Linked DNA regions of Mus musculus: region 1 is linked to region 2. A link is a contact called in public HiChIP or PLAC-seq data. All regions are on one chromosome and are shown on one strand. Each heading gives the region's core, a stretch centred on a gene start, on an enhancer-like site or on the middle of the called end of the contact. The rest is flanking DNA. Distances are from core to core; before and after follow the strand shown.

Region 1 (6,830 bases), core at 491-2,990, 130 kb before region 2:
CTTAATGGGAGGGCTGGAGAGATGGCTCAGTGGTTAAGAGCACTGACTGTTCTTCCAAAGGTCCTGAGTTCAAGTCCCAGCAACCACACGATGGCTCACAACCACCTGCAATGTGATCTGATGCCCTCTTCTGGTGTGTCTGAAGACAACTACAGTGTAATCATGTACATAAAGTAAATAAATATTTAAAGGGGAGGGGTGGCTGGAGAGATGGCATAGTGGTTAAAAGCAATGACTGCTCTTCCAAAGGTTCTGAGTTCAATTCCCAAGCACACACATGGTGGCTCACAAACATCTATAATCAGGATCTGATACCCTCTTCTGGTGTGTCTAAAGATAGTGATAGTGTACTCATATACATGAAATAAATAATTCTTAAAAACATGACACACAATATCAAGGATATCAAATAACCCCAAATGTTACTCTCCCATGGAATCTCAAGCTCCGAAGGGTCCAAGTTTGAGAAGTAAGCCACTTACCTTTGTGAGAAAGTGCACATTCCTGCTTCCAGGGTTACCAGATGGTACATGTGTTCAAAGCACCCAGGAGGGTTCGGTAACGTTTATCAGAATGGTGTGACAACTGGAACTCACTGTACCTCAAGACTGCTGACCTCTGTTTCTGCAGGACTGGCCATGAGTTTTTTGCCTCTGGCCAGTGGTTAACAGGTTTGTAACCACAGTTGGAACCTCTGGAAGGACTTTGGATAGAGCCCTGGTGAATGGCTGTATCCCTCATCTAGGAATGAATGAGAAGTTAGAGGGCTGAAGCAGGACCTGACCCTAAGATGGTCACTGGGTGACCATCACACACTGGTCCTGGGTGAACCACCAGCTCAAATCCAGGATGGGGAGGGTACAGCACCAATCCACTCTTCAGGTTTCCAAAACAGAACCTCCCAGTGGGTTTCGTTGAGTCAAGGTGCTCTGAACACACAAGCAAGGAATGGAGGCACATCCCTGTAGTCTAAGGCCAGTCTGACCAGTGTAGGAGTATCAAAATGCTGAGTGTGCAAGTGTGCTTCAGTCTGGTCAAATCACAGAGGCAGGTACAGGGCAAATCACGTGACTGTCCTTAAAGAGGTGACCGCTTTGAAACCATGCCCTTAAGGAGTCACCTATTTCTACCATTTAACCTGCTCACACCTCATATATCCACAGCCTTGGCTTAGTACTTGATAAACCTTAAGATGACATGGGCTGCGGGTCAGAGTACTGAGACCCAGTTTGAGACAAAATGCAAAGGAGGCCAAGGTGAGACCGGTGCTGATCCTTCTATGAATGATTCTGGGGAGTCCCTTGGGTGCTGGAGGTGTAGTTTCAGAGAACCAAGGGGGTAGGAAGCACCTGGACCCTGGGTTATAGCAGCAGGTCCACTGGATTCAAACCATGCCTTGCTCCAAAATTCATTAGCTCTGCGACAGCATGTCTGGAGGGCCTATTGCTTTAAGGCCCTGGGGGGGGGGGGGGGGGGGAGGGGCGGAGCCCTGTTTCTCTGGAAGCAGCTTAGAAATATTTTTGTCTCCACAAGCTTCCACCCAAATAGGAAGTGAGTCACGGAAGAATGTAGGGTTCCTGGCTGTAGGGGGATTCAGGCCGACCTTTTGAAAATGGAGCTTTTGTGGAGGCCTGGCTCCAAGGTAAGAAACAGTGCAGAATCTGTTTACCTTCCTGGGTGACATGTAGCTTCCAGAAGATCTTGGAATCACTCAGGGGTGCCACACCCAAGCTTTCCAGGGTCATGTAAATGTTTGCAGTCTGGCCCTGGGCACTTAGAGGTGAGGCACTGACGCACCCCACACACCCCTGTGCTTCCTTGATTTGAACCCAAACGTAAGATAAACAGGAGCCATCTACAAGTGCTTTCTCGACAGACCAGAAATTGGATAGATCCTGGTTCTGGTGATTCAGCCATTCCCTTAACCCTTCAGTGCCTCACTGTTCTCATCAATAAGATAAGAAGGTATTTACTACATGAGACAAAGCCACCCAGGTTTATGCAGACACATTAAAACAGTAAACCAGTAAGGAAGTCACAAAACAAAATGCAAAAGTCAGGAATTAGAATTTTGCACTAGAACATGCAACTGGAGTAAGAGAAGGAAGGCTCAAGTGGCTCAGAAAGTGGTAACTCCGGCCATGCCTCAGAAGGGCCAGCTGAGGGTGTGGGGGTGGTAGAAATAATCTGCATCTTCCTCGTTAAGGAGCCTTTCCTTCCAGATACTGGTCCCCTCAGTACCCCATGCAAGCATGTTATTAAATACCCAGAAACGTGGGTTTCCTGGCATTCCAAAGGTTCTAGAAACCCAAATGAAGGTAGAAGCTTCAGGAATAGGTTTAAAAGGGGGTTTAGATCCAGCAGGCACTAGCTAGCACTGTACTGAAGGTGGAGGGAGTGCTAGAAACACAGGCAACCTGTTCATGGTGATAGTCTCATTATGCTTCCCACACACACCTATAAACAAGCCAGTCTTCTCATCTGGGTACATGGTCCACCTCAACTCTCTTGGAGAAATGTGCCACAGTCATCTCAAAGGATCCACTAGGACCCTCTGATATGCTATCAGGCAGGAGCACTTTCTACATCGTCCTTCACACCTGAAATGGTACTTTTGGTTACTGGCTTGCAAGAACAGATGTTTGTGAATGATCTTTAAAGGTAGGGCATCCAGCCTATAACAGGATTTCAAAAGTGATGAGCTGGTTGGCTGGGCAGTGGTGGCGCACGTCTGGAATCCCAGCACTTGGGGGGCAGAGGCAGGCAGTTTTCTGAGTTCGAGGCCAGCCTGGTCTACAGAGTGAGTTCCAGGACAGCCAGGGCTACACAGAGAAACCCTGTCTCGCAAAACCAAAAACCAAACAAAAAAGTAATGAGCTGCAACTGTGCTTCTGTATCTAGGACCTGGTGAGTTTACTGCAATGGCTGGTGCAGTTTAGAACCAAGTCTTCTCTGCTGGATCCATCAGACTTGACCTTAATTCCGTTTCCCTCATAGCAGGTGTGGCTCCAGAAGACCTGCCCTAGATGAACTGCAGAGCAGAAACTCACCTGTACCTGTACATACAAACCCCCAAGTATAGTGTCATTTAAAAAACATTAAAACAAATGTCAGGACTCAGAACTTCCTTTTATTTAATTCACCTTTATGCCGAGAAAAGCAAGGGAGCAATGCTCAGTAGACAGAGCATACCCACAAGAGCGCCAGGCTGAGCATGCACAGACCTGAAGCCCTAGCTCCAGGTTCTCTGGATTTAACTCTCCTTCCCATGTCACCATCTGCCAGGAAAATTCCACTGCAACACTCTGGGGGTAACCTACAGCTTGCCTGTGGTTAGGGCAGAGCGCCTGAAGGAAGGACTCCAGGGGCAGGATGGTCAGCAGAGACCTAGGCCCGAGGGCAGCCAATTCTCAGGTTTAGTTAAGAGTCCAGGACTTTAAGCCAAAGACTTCAGTGATCAGGGAAGTAGATGCTGTTCTGCCCCAAACCTTTGGTCTCTATATGCTTGTAATCAATCACAGGAAGTGAATCCAGGAATGTTTTAAACCACAGGAGACACAGCACTGCCAGGTCATATCGGGTGAGTCATACCACAGCCTCTGACAGTGGCAATGCCAACTTCCTCCTGACCAGCCCAGTGATTAAGCCTGCCCCAGAGAAATGCAATGATCACAGTGGCTTCCTCCAAGCCTAGGGCCTGATGAGCCTAGTGCCAATGGTCACCTACAAAGAACCTAGCAAGGGGCCAGCCCAACACCCCTTCTGCAGAACTGTCAGCAGCTCCCGAGTGGTGGTTCTTTACTTACAGAGCTTTGAGTATCTTTAAGAAGAAAACAATACCTAGTTTTTCTGGGGTACAGCTTGAGAAAGGCTGCTTCTAATACACAAAGTTGAAACTATGAAATTGGAGAGAAGAGTGTTTTAGAATTGGAGGCTGGAAACTGGAACAGAATCCAAGAGACCAAGGAAAATTTGAGATGCCCACATCAGAGGGTATCCAAGTGTCTATTGACATCTTCACCATGTAACAGGATCCAGGAAGGGCTGAAGGTAAGTAGCTAGGGGCAAAACTGGATTTTCATCCACACCTCACCAACCCAAATCCATGCTTCTAATCACACATGTTCTATAGTTCTTAGCAATCTAAAGGCCCAAGGTGTGTGTGTGGGGGGGGGGGGGACCTTTTATGAAAACTTTTGAGTTTTGTTTTGTTTTGAGACAGGGTTTCTCTGTGTAGCCCTGGCTGTCCTGAACTAGACTAGGCTGGTCTCAAACTCAGAGATCACCTGGCTCTACCTCTGGGACTAAGTGAGTGGGATTAAGGCATGCTTCACCATCATCTGGCTTTTTAAAACCACATTTCAATCTATTTCCTCATCCAGGAACTATCCATACCCACCCTAGTTATTGCTGGGTGTTACTAGTCCAGGACCCAGGTTCTCACGATGAAGGTGATGTTGCTATGGCATCATACAGCATGTTCAGCAAGTACCCAGGAAACTACAGAATCCATCCTCCAGTCGGGCAGTGGCACACGCCTTTAATCCCAGCACTTGGGAGGAAGAGGCAGGCGGATTTCTGAGTTCAAGGCCAGCCTGGTCTACAGAGTGAGTTCCAGGACAGCCAGGGCTACACAGAGAAACCCTGTCTCAAAAAAAAAAAAAAATCCATCCTCCAAAAAGGTGAATGCCGAGTCTGAGGCTTATCAGTAGAAGCTGTGAACATGTGTATGTACTCTTGACTTTCTTGAAGGAGTTATTTTTCACTGGAGATCATTGGTCCACAATGTGAAAAACCGAGATGAGCAAGAGGCAAGCCTTCCTGCACTTACTCAGTGTATTCCGTAACCCACACAGTTCTATTCAACCTTAAAACACTTGCAGCTACACAATATTACTGTACCCCAAGAACAGAGAGCAATGGTCTAAGAATCTCCTCAAATCTCCACTACAATTCCTGGGTGGACTTAGGGATATGTGCATTCTTTTTTTTTTTTTTTTTAAAGCTAGATTTGGTTCTTTTTTTTTTTTTTTTTTTTTTAAAGATTTATTTATTTATTATATGTAAGTACACTGTAGCTGTCTTCAGACATTCCAGAAGAGGGCGTCAGATCTCGTTACGGATGGTTGTGAGCCACCATGTGGTTGCTGGGATTTGAACTCCTGACCTTCGGGAGAGCAGTCGGGTGCTCTTACCCACTGAGCCATCTCACCAGCCCCGGATATGTGCATTCTAAGTACAAAAGTAAATACTGAGGCTACTGGGTCCCCAGGAGCTGAGACAGCTCATACCTTTAAGACCTTCCTGTGGCGGGCTACAAAACACCACTCTGGGCTTGCAGAGTCCAGAGTGTCTTGTCTTGATACCTATGCCGGAACTCTCCAAAGCAGCGGCAGACAACGTGCGTCCAGGACTTCCTCTGGCCACCAGACCTGGAGCACAGAATTCTACAACACCAACAGCTAAATCTGTGGTGCTATGACCTGCCCACATGCCCCACAGTCAGAGGCTTTTTTACCATTCAGAAATGATGAAACTGGGCCAGGAAAGGTAAAAAGCTAGAAGCCAGCCAGGCACTGAAACACACAAATCACCCAGTAAATCAGCTTCCTTCATAGGAGAGGTGAAAATAAAACTCCAAGGTCTGCTGCAAAGAAGCCTAGACCCATACTGCTGGCTGGGATACATGGCAACAGACAAGTGACCGCAATGCGAGGGTCTATCTGCATTGGTGCTTTGATAGTGTGGTAGTTTTTTTTGTGGTTGTTTTTATTTAATTGAGCCATGGTCTCACTTTGTCGCTGAGGCCAGACTGAAACTCACCATCATAGACTAGGCTGGCTCCAAATTCGTGATTATCCTTCCTCCTCCTGACTCAGTCTCCCCAATGCTGGGATTACAGATGTAAGCCTGTTCCTTGCCTGAATGGTTAATTTCACCTGTAGAAGATGTTTTGTTTTGTTTTGCTTCGAGACAGGGTTTCTCTGTGTAGCCCTGGCTGTCCTGGAACTCACTCTGTAGACCAGGCTGGCCTCAAACTCAGAAATCCGCCTGCCTCTGCCTCCCGAGTGCTGGGATTAAAGGTGTGTGCCACCACGCCCGGCCTGTAGAAGATTCTTATAAAGGTTAAGCCAGAATAGTTGCTACTGCACTATGACTAATAATGAAAAGTTGAGGCCTGCATAAAAGAAACTGAAAAGATTTTCACCCTATTCTTATGGAAAACAATCAGTAAAACATACAACAAGCTATATAGTACATTTCTGTAGCTTCTCATCTTTACTGAAGCACTCAAACAACGGAAGCAAAGCTACCAGACACTTGGAAGAGCATCCATGAAACGATAACACCTGGGCTGGAACCTCAAGGACCACTTAGCACAAGCTGCGGCCTACTAATTTCACAAAGAGCAAGCAGATCCCATCATAAAGTAAAGCCCTGACCTTGTCATAGCAAGCAAGCCTGCCATACACCTCAACTATTCTAGCCAGACGCTCCCTTTTCCAGGAAAAGTAACCGAAACCAGCTCTATACCTAAACAGCTCTCAGAACCGTAAGAGACGTCACAAGTACTCCATGTGTGAGAAGGAGCTTCTTCGTTTCAAGAACCCCCTTTAACTAAGCAGGGGAACACTGAATTTTAAACAGGATTCCCATGACTTGATTCCAAGCAGCATCAATTCTCAAGATTCCCATGCTCTCTAAAATAAAATACAAAATGTCCATTACAGTGGCACAGGCCTGTCACCCCAGAACTCAGGAGGTGAAGTCAGGAAGATCAGGACTTCAAGTTCATCCCCTGCTACAAGACAAGTTTGAGGTCAGCCTGG
Region 2 (6,769 bases), core at 3,984-6,483:
ACAAATATGATTTCACTGGAGATGTCCATGCCCCTGGCTCTTACCGTCATTCTGTCTCCTCTTCAGTGATGCCTTTGAACCTTAGGGAAGGGCTGTGTGCCTTTAGAGATGAGCTCTGGAAGTCTTCTGTTTTCTCATAGATTTCTGCACTTACCGCCTGTCTACTGCTGAGAAAAGCTTCTTTGAGCAACTTACTAACTTTAATCCCCCAAATCCTTCTTCATATGTACTTTTTATTTGCACTTCTAGGGATGGAACCCAGAACCTGCCCCATGCTAAGCAAGTGCTCTACTATAGCGCTGCACCCTAGCCCTGCTATGTAATACAAGTTAATCACAGAACTAGCAATAGTATTGGAGTTTAGATTCCCCCTTCCCAGTTCTGTTGTATAATAATACCATACAGTGCAAAGAAGTTCAGTCCCAGCACCCATGTGGAGGCTCACGACCATCTGTAATGGGGTCCAATGCCTCTGCTGCTGTGTCTGAAGACAGTGACAGTGGACTCATATACATAACATGAAAAGTAATGCAGGAAGTGACCAGGTTGGGGGGTGAGGGGCAAGAGAGGGTCTCTGACTCTTCTTCACTAGTGCCTCGGGCTTGTGTCTGTGGACCATGTGTGCCTTCCAGACCCACAGCTTCCCAGCTGTCTGCACAGACACCTCTGGTGTATCTTCATTTTAAGAGTCCCTAGTTATTTTTGTGCATACGTGTGGAGGGCGGAGTCGGGGTGACCTGGTAGGCCAGTGGAGGTCAGAGGCTAACCTGGGGGAGTTGGTTCTGTCCCTTTACCGTGTGGGTTGTAGGGATGGGAGTGAAGCCAGCAGCAAGTGCCTTTATACGTGAGCCATCTTGCTCTTGCTGGGACATTTTTACTCAGATTCTTTTTTTTTTCTTTAAGATTTATTTATTTATATGAGTATACTTAGCTGTCTTCAGACACACCAGATGACACACTGGATCCCATTACAGATGGTTGTGAACCATCATGTGGTTGCTGGGATTTGAACTCAGGACCTTTGGAAGAACAGTCAGAGCTCTTAACCCCTGAACCATCTCTCAAGCCCCGTCACTCAGATTCTTTTTTTTTTTAAGGTATGTTTTCTAATATTTATTTATTTATTTATTTATTTATTTATTATATGTAAGTACACTGTAGCTGTCTTCAGACACTCCAGAAGAGGGCATCAGATCTCATTACAGATGGTTGTGAGCCACCATGTGGTTGCTGGGATTTGAACTCAGGACCTTTGGAAGAGCAGTCGGTGCTCCTAACTGCTGAGCCATCTCACCAGCCCATCACTCAGATTCTTAATGAACTAATTGTTACTTCTAGCTAGATGCCAATTGGGTACCAAGGTAGGCTTTCTGTTTGTTTGTCTTTTCCTTTTTATTTGCATTTATTTTATTCTGGCTTTGGAACAGTCTGCTCCTTTTTAGCGAGGATCACATCAGCCTGGCAGCAGGGCTCATATATGGGCCAGCCAGGCCATGAGCTATATCAGCTCCATCCTTCACATGGATGTGCTCAATGACTAGAGAATCCGCACCCAAATGCCGCCACCTGCATTTTTAGGCATGGTCACCGAGCCTCAGCACAGCCCCACTGTGTGCCTGGGTGCTTCTGCCAACTCCTCCATTGTAGCACAGATCGGGTTTCCTTCCTCATGGCTTCTTTACACTGCTCAGATACTTGGTGGTATTTCAGATATGCAGTTCCCTTGATGGCTTGGGCAGTTTCCTGGGTGTTCTTGAAGTGAACTAAGGGATTTGACCCTCTGGATTTGCATAATCCTGTTGGGTTTTCTGGGTTAAGAAAATGGTCCTCCTGGGATGTTTATACGTGGAAGCTCAGTAGGCTTGTTGATGTATGTGCCATACAATTTGCCCATTTATGGTCCACAGTTGACCTGTAACCTCAGCGCAGGAGGAGCAGAAGGGGAGCCCCAGAGCAAGCTGGCTAGGCAGGCTTGCTCTCTAGAACAGCTCCACTGGTAAGCCACACCCACACTCATGTGGACATACATATAAACCCAGAGACACTACATACAAAAGAAAGAAAGCAGTGACTTCTAGAGACTAACAAGCCAAAGGGCTCTTAAAGTGTTAAATCATAGTCTTGGAGCAGTTAAAAAGCATGACTAGAATGTATAGTTAGGGCTTGGTGGTTCTGAGCAGTTGCTGCTCTTACAGAGGATATGAGTTCAGTCCCCAACTCCCTCATTGGCCAGCTCACATTGGCCTGTAACTCTAGCTGCACAGGTTCTGATGCCCTCTCCTGGCCTTCACGGGTGGGCATGTACATGCACACATGTACACATAATAAAATAGATATTTAAAGTATACAGTGAAGTCACTTCTGCTGTAGACTAGCCTATGACCCTGATCTTGTTTGAGAGTGTTTTCATTACACTCCAAGGCTATCCTCTGCTGTCTATTGTCTCTGTCTTTCCTTGAAAACTTTACAGAGAGACAGCATTCAATCCCCAAGCCCCAACATGCCAGTCTCTAGCTGCCAAGGTTCAATCTATTTTTCTCTTTTTCTTGAAATTGCTTTGCCTGCTAAGGACCTTGATGGAGGTGGAAGTATTTGTAGCCTTTGGGCTGTTTTCTTAAAGTATGATTCATCCCTTTTATAAGTAACACATAGTGGGATCTTACTCTTTGTTTGTTTTTTTTTCGAGACAGGGTTTCTCTGTGTAGCCCTGGCTGTCCTGGAACTCACTCTGTAGACCAGACCAGCAGACTCTGCCTGCTTCTGCCTCCTGAGTGCTGGGATTAAAGGCTTGCGCCACCACGCCTGGCGGGATCTTACTCTTTTTCACTGCTATGTAGTATTTCACTATGTGTATATTCAAGTTAAATAGCTCTAGTCAGAGACTCCTAAATCTAAAATGTTCTGAAATCTGAAACTTTTGAATACCAATATGATGCTGGAAATGGAACTTGATTGTGTGTGTGCTCATGAATTGGCACCCCACCATATGTGCGATGGCACGTGAGCATGAGTGGAAGTCAGAGGACTATTGAATCAGTTCTCTTCTACCATGTGGGGCTCAAGGATCTCACTGGTCAGGCGTGGTGGCAACAGCCTTTACCTGCTGAGCCTTTTGCTGGCCCCAAGTAGAGTGGAAAATTTTATACCTGACCTTGTACGGGGTTGCAGTCAAATACAAAATTCTGTATAAGATTATGTATAAGGTATCTCAGAAATATATGGATTTTACCTTGATTTGGGTTCTGTTATCAAAGATACCTCCTTTTATGTACAGTCAAAAATTCCCCAGACTGAGATGTGAAACACTTCTGGTTCCAGGCACATTAGATAAAAGATACAGAACCATCTCTCCTTTATCCACTTTGGGTTTTTTCCCCCTTTAAGTAAAAAAAAAAAAATTACATGTACATATATTTATTTGAGTGTGTGCGCTTTTGCAGCATGCACAGTGGAAACCAGAGGCCAACTTGCTGGAATTCAGGTCATAGGACTTGGTGACAGCACCTTTGCCCACTCTGCCATTTTGCTGGCCTCTGTTTAGGTTTTGAACTTCAGCAAGGGAAGTTGGGTTGACTGGTGTCCTAAGGCAAGATAGCAAATTGTTGCATTTTTTTTTTCCTGGACTAGCTGGTTATTTTCCTTGCAAGTCATGAAGTGCTAGAAAAGGCTCTTTTTTTATTATTACTAATTAATTTTTTGTGAAAGCAAGTTGTTCAATAGTATTTGCAGTACGACTATCCCAACCCCCTGCACCCAACTCTGGGTGACCTTGGGAAGGAGGAAGGGGCAGGTTTCTGGTGAATCAGGTGCCTTTGGGACCTGGTAGGAGGAAGTTCCTTGATGGGAAGCGTTCAGGCCAAGATGTTCTTGTTTTGTTGTTGATTTGTTTGAGTCCTGGTTGGCTTGGCCATGCCTCCAATTCGAAGAGATCCTACTGCCTCAGCCTCTGCCTCCGCCTCCCAAATTCTGGGATTAAAAAGGCATGTGCTACCCCCCCCCCCCCAAGTCAGTTGGCGCTTAGGCCTTAAATCAATCAGATTTTCCCTCTTCAAATTTCTTGTATTGAAAAGTTCGCTTTTAAAAAAATTTGACTCCTAAAACTTAGAAAGGTAGACGCAGGAGGATCAGGTGTCCATCAAGCACCATGAAAAGTTCCAGGCCAGCTTGGACTACCCGAGAGACTCTTTCCCAGTGGACGATCGTGGCCAACCTGATCTCCTAGAGAGGAAATAAATGAATGCTGGGATAGGTGAGAGCCGAAGGACTACACTTTGCCTTATTGGATCTAGGGTGCAAAAGAGTTAAGTTTCCCACGTATTTGCCCGGGTGAGAATCCCGGGGCCGGTTACGGGCCGTAAAACGGCGCCGCGCCTTGGGCTCCTTGTCCAGCCCAGTTCCCGCGAGCACCCCTACCCTCAGCCGGAGCCCCGCGGCCCTGGGCTGCGCTCCGCTGCCTCACAGAGGAGACCCCGGCGCCCCGCTCCAGCAGGGCTGGCGGGCGGGCGGCCGGCGCGCGGGGTGGGTGCTCCTCGGTGGCGGCGGGCGGGCCGCTCCCTGCTCCGCCTCCCGCTCCGCCTCCCGCTCCGCCCGCCGCCCGCCCTCGTCTCGTTCGCTCCGCTCTCGCCCCCCATGCGGATGTGACATTTCACGCCGCCGCCATTTTGAGAGCGAGCTGAGCCGAGCCGAGCCGCCGGGCGCCGCGTCCGCTGCCGGAGCCCCGACGACGACGCCGAGGAGGCGGAGGCCTCAGCGCCCCGAGCGCGGCCAGCCGGTCACCCGCCCGCGCAGCCTCAGCGGTCGCCGCCGCAGCCCACACCCGGGCCCGCAGGCTCGCCGCGGCCCGCCCGGCCTCCAGCCTTCCGCGCCCGGTCCGAGGCGGGGCTGACTACGCGGCCCCCGCCCGGCCGCCCTCCGCCCCCGGCCGGCCCGCGGCCCCGCAGCCCCGGCCCCGGCGGCGGGAGGCGGGCCCTGCGGCGGCGGCGGCGGCGGCGGCAGCGGCGGCCGCAGCGAGCGAGGAGGCCGCCCGGCTCGGCCCGCCGCCGCCCGCCCGCCTCGGCGCCGAGATTGGGCGAATCGCGAGCAAGTACGTGCGCGTCTCCCTGCCGCCGCCGCCGCCGCCGCCGCCCGCCGCGGGCCGCCCCGGGGCCGCCGCCGCCGACGACGCGCGGGTAGGAAGAGGAGGAGGCCGCCCCGCCGCCGCCGCCGCCGCCGCCTCTGCTAGCAGCCGCCCGCCCGCCGGGCCCGCAGCCCGGGCCTCCGGCCGCAGGCGAGGCCCAGGCCGCGGCCGACATGAACCACCAACAGCAGCAGCAGCAGCAGCAGAAAGCGGGCGAGCAGCAGCTGAGCGAGCCCGAGGACATGGAGATGGAAGGTGAGGCCCGCAGCGGGGCCGGCGCTTTCATTGTGGTCCGGGCGGCCGCGGGAGCCACGCGAGGGCCTCGCCATCTTTAACCAGGCCGGGCTGCCGCTCGGCCCCGCTCGGCCCGGCGCTTTTGCCGGGCCGGGGCTGCACAGTCATGCGGCCCGGCGGGGGGTGGCCCCGGACCCCCGAGTTCACGCATTGTGCAGCGCACGGGCTGCTGGGCACAAAGCGCCGGAGTCGTAAATTAGGATCGAGGTGTGTTGGCTCCGGGTACCCAGGTTGGGAGGCGGGCCCCGGGGACCGTCCTCTTTCCGGGGTGTGTGGCTCTGGCCAGGCTGGTTGGGCCTGCTCCCCGGCCCCTGAGCTCTTGGGGTGGGTATGGGAGCGGGTGCGCAGGTTCCCCTGCACCTGCTTCTGAACGCGCCCCCGGAGAGCCTCCCCCCAATAACTTCCGAGCGCTCTGCCGGGCGTCGCGCTTAATTGCGGAGACACCTGCAAGGCGCGCAGCTGCCCTCAGCCTTTGGACTTGCTGGGAAAGTACTCAGGTTCGCCTAGTTTATAAGTTACCTGGGCTTGTGGAGGAGTTTGGGTACCTGGCTGTAGGTGGTGCCGTCCACGTCCGGCTAAAAAGTGTGCTTGAAACTATGGAGTTCCGCCGCACATGGCTGGCCTACTGCAGAAGCAGATTAAGTTCTGGAGGTAACTATGTTTTCTACCGGAGCCGCAGGAATTTATCTTGGTACTGGATTTTATACTGTTTGTAGAGCTTCGCTATCAAGGTTTGCTGTGAAAGCGCAGTGGAGGGACTCTGGCTTCGGGATCTCATGCTGGGTTGGTCATTTTCTTTTCTTTTGACTTGGTACTTTAAGTGAAGGCAGTATGCGCGGTTACCTGCCCTAAAGGGGTCAGACAGGCAGGAATCCCAGTGAGGGGCAATGAATGGACCGTTCAGCAAGTGATAGTGGCTTTCATAAATGAATGAAGGTTCCTAGGAAGTTGGGGTAAAACTGTATTTGTTGTGTATGATGTAGCATGCTCTAGGCTAGGAATACTGACTCTTGACCCCCCCTGTGAATAACTTGATGGTGATCAGTGGGAATCAAACAATTGTCTGACCATGCAGCAGAGGGAAAAAGGCCCTAGGGGGCCGGGGGAAGGGGGAAGCTGAAGTTCATGCCAAGGACTAGGCTGTTTCTCTTGGCCTCAGCAAATCAGTAATTTCAGAGTGTCTGGCAAGTGCGATTAAACCAAATAGCTGATGGAACTCACCTTTGGGAGATTAGTGTACTCCTTTTATGCTATAATTTCATGCACGTCTAAAGTGGAGAGTTGCTCGGAACGTGAACATCCGTTTTCCTTTCAAGTCTTCCTCACTGCTCCTCTAGGGCTTTGTGAGAATAAGATTGG

Evidence for each region. HiChIP or PLAC-seq counts read pairs in DNA pulled down with a chosen protein or histone mark.
Region 1: an HNF4G HiChIP or PLAC-seq map of pancreatic cancer cells shows a contact between it and region 2. The contact joins the enhancer-like site here to the promoter of Usp7 in region 2. A contact is called at or near these places in 13 of 39 promoter capture datasets (the 3T3-L1 cell line, 3T3-L1-derived adipocytes, the C10 cell line and 8 more), 11 of 484 Hi-C or Micro-C datasets (the AML12 cell line, B cells, bone marrow-derived dendritic cells and 8 more), 17 of 115 datasets of contacts at active chromatin or transcription factors (the 230-238 cell line, the SCID.adh cell line, bone marrow-derived macrophages and 10 more) and 4 of 9 other capture datasets (adipose tissue, embryonic stem cells, liver and 1 more).

What each region holds. Positions count from the first base shown.
Region 1 is chr16:8,859,226-8,866,055 of GRCm38.p6, reverse strand. No RefSeq gene overlaps it. Among named protein-coding and RNA genes, the nearest start is that of Gm30310, 19 kb to the left of the region's middle. Within about 2 kb of position 1,740, at least 91 of the 459 cell types and tissues checked have an H3K27ac peak or open chromatin away from gene starts, as enhancers often do. A contact at or near this core is called in the AML12 cell line, adipose tissue, embryonic fibroblasts and 2 more, where this site is marked.
Region 2 is chr16:8,736,806-8,743,574 of GRCm38.p6, reverse strand. It overlaps Usp7 (ubiquitin specific peptidase 7), which reads left to right and starts at 5,233. Exons shown (of 31, transcript NM_001003918.2): 1 at 5,233-5,371. The coding sequence starts at 5,290.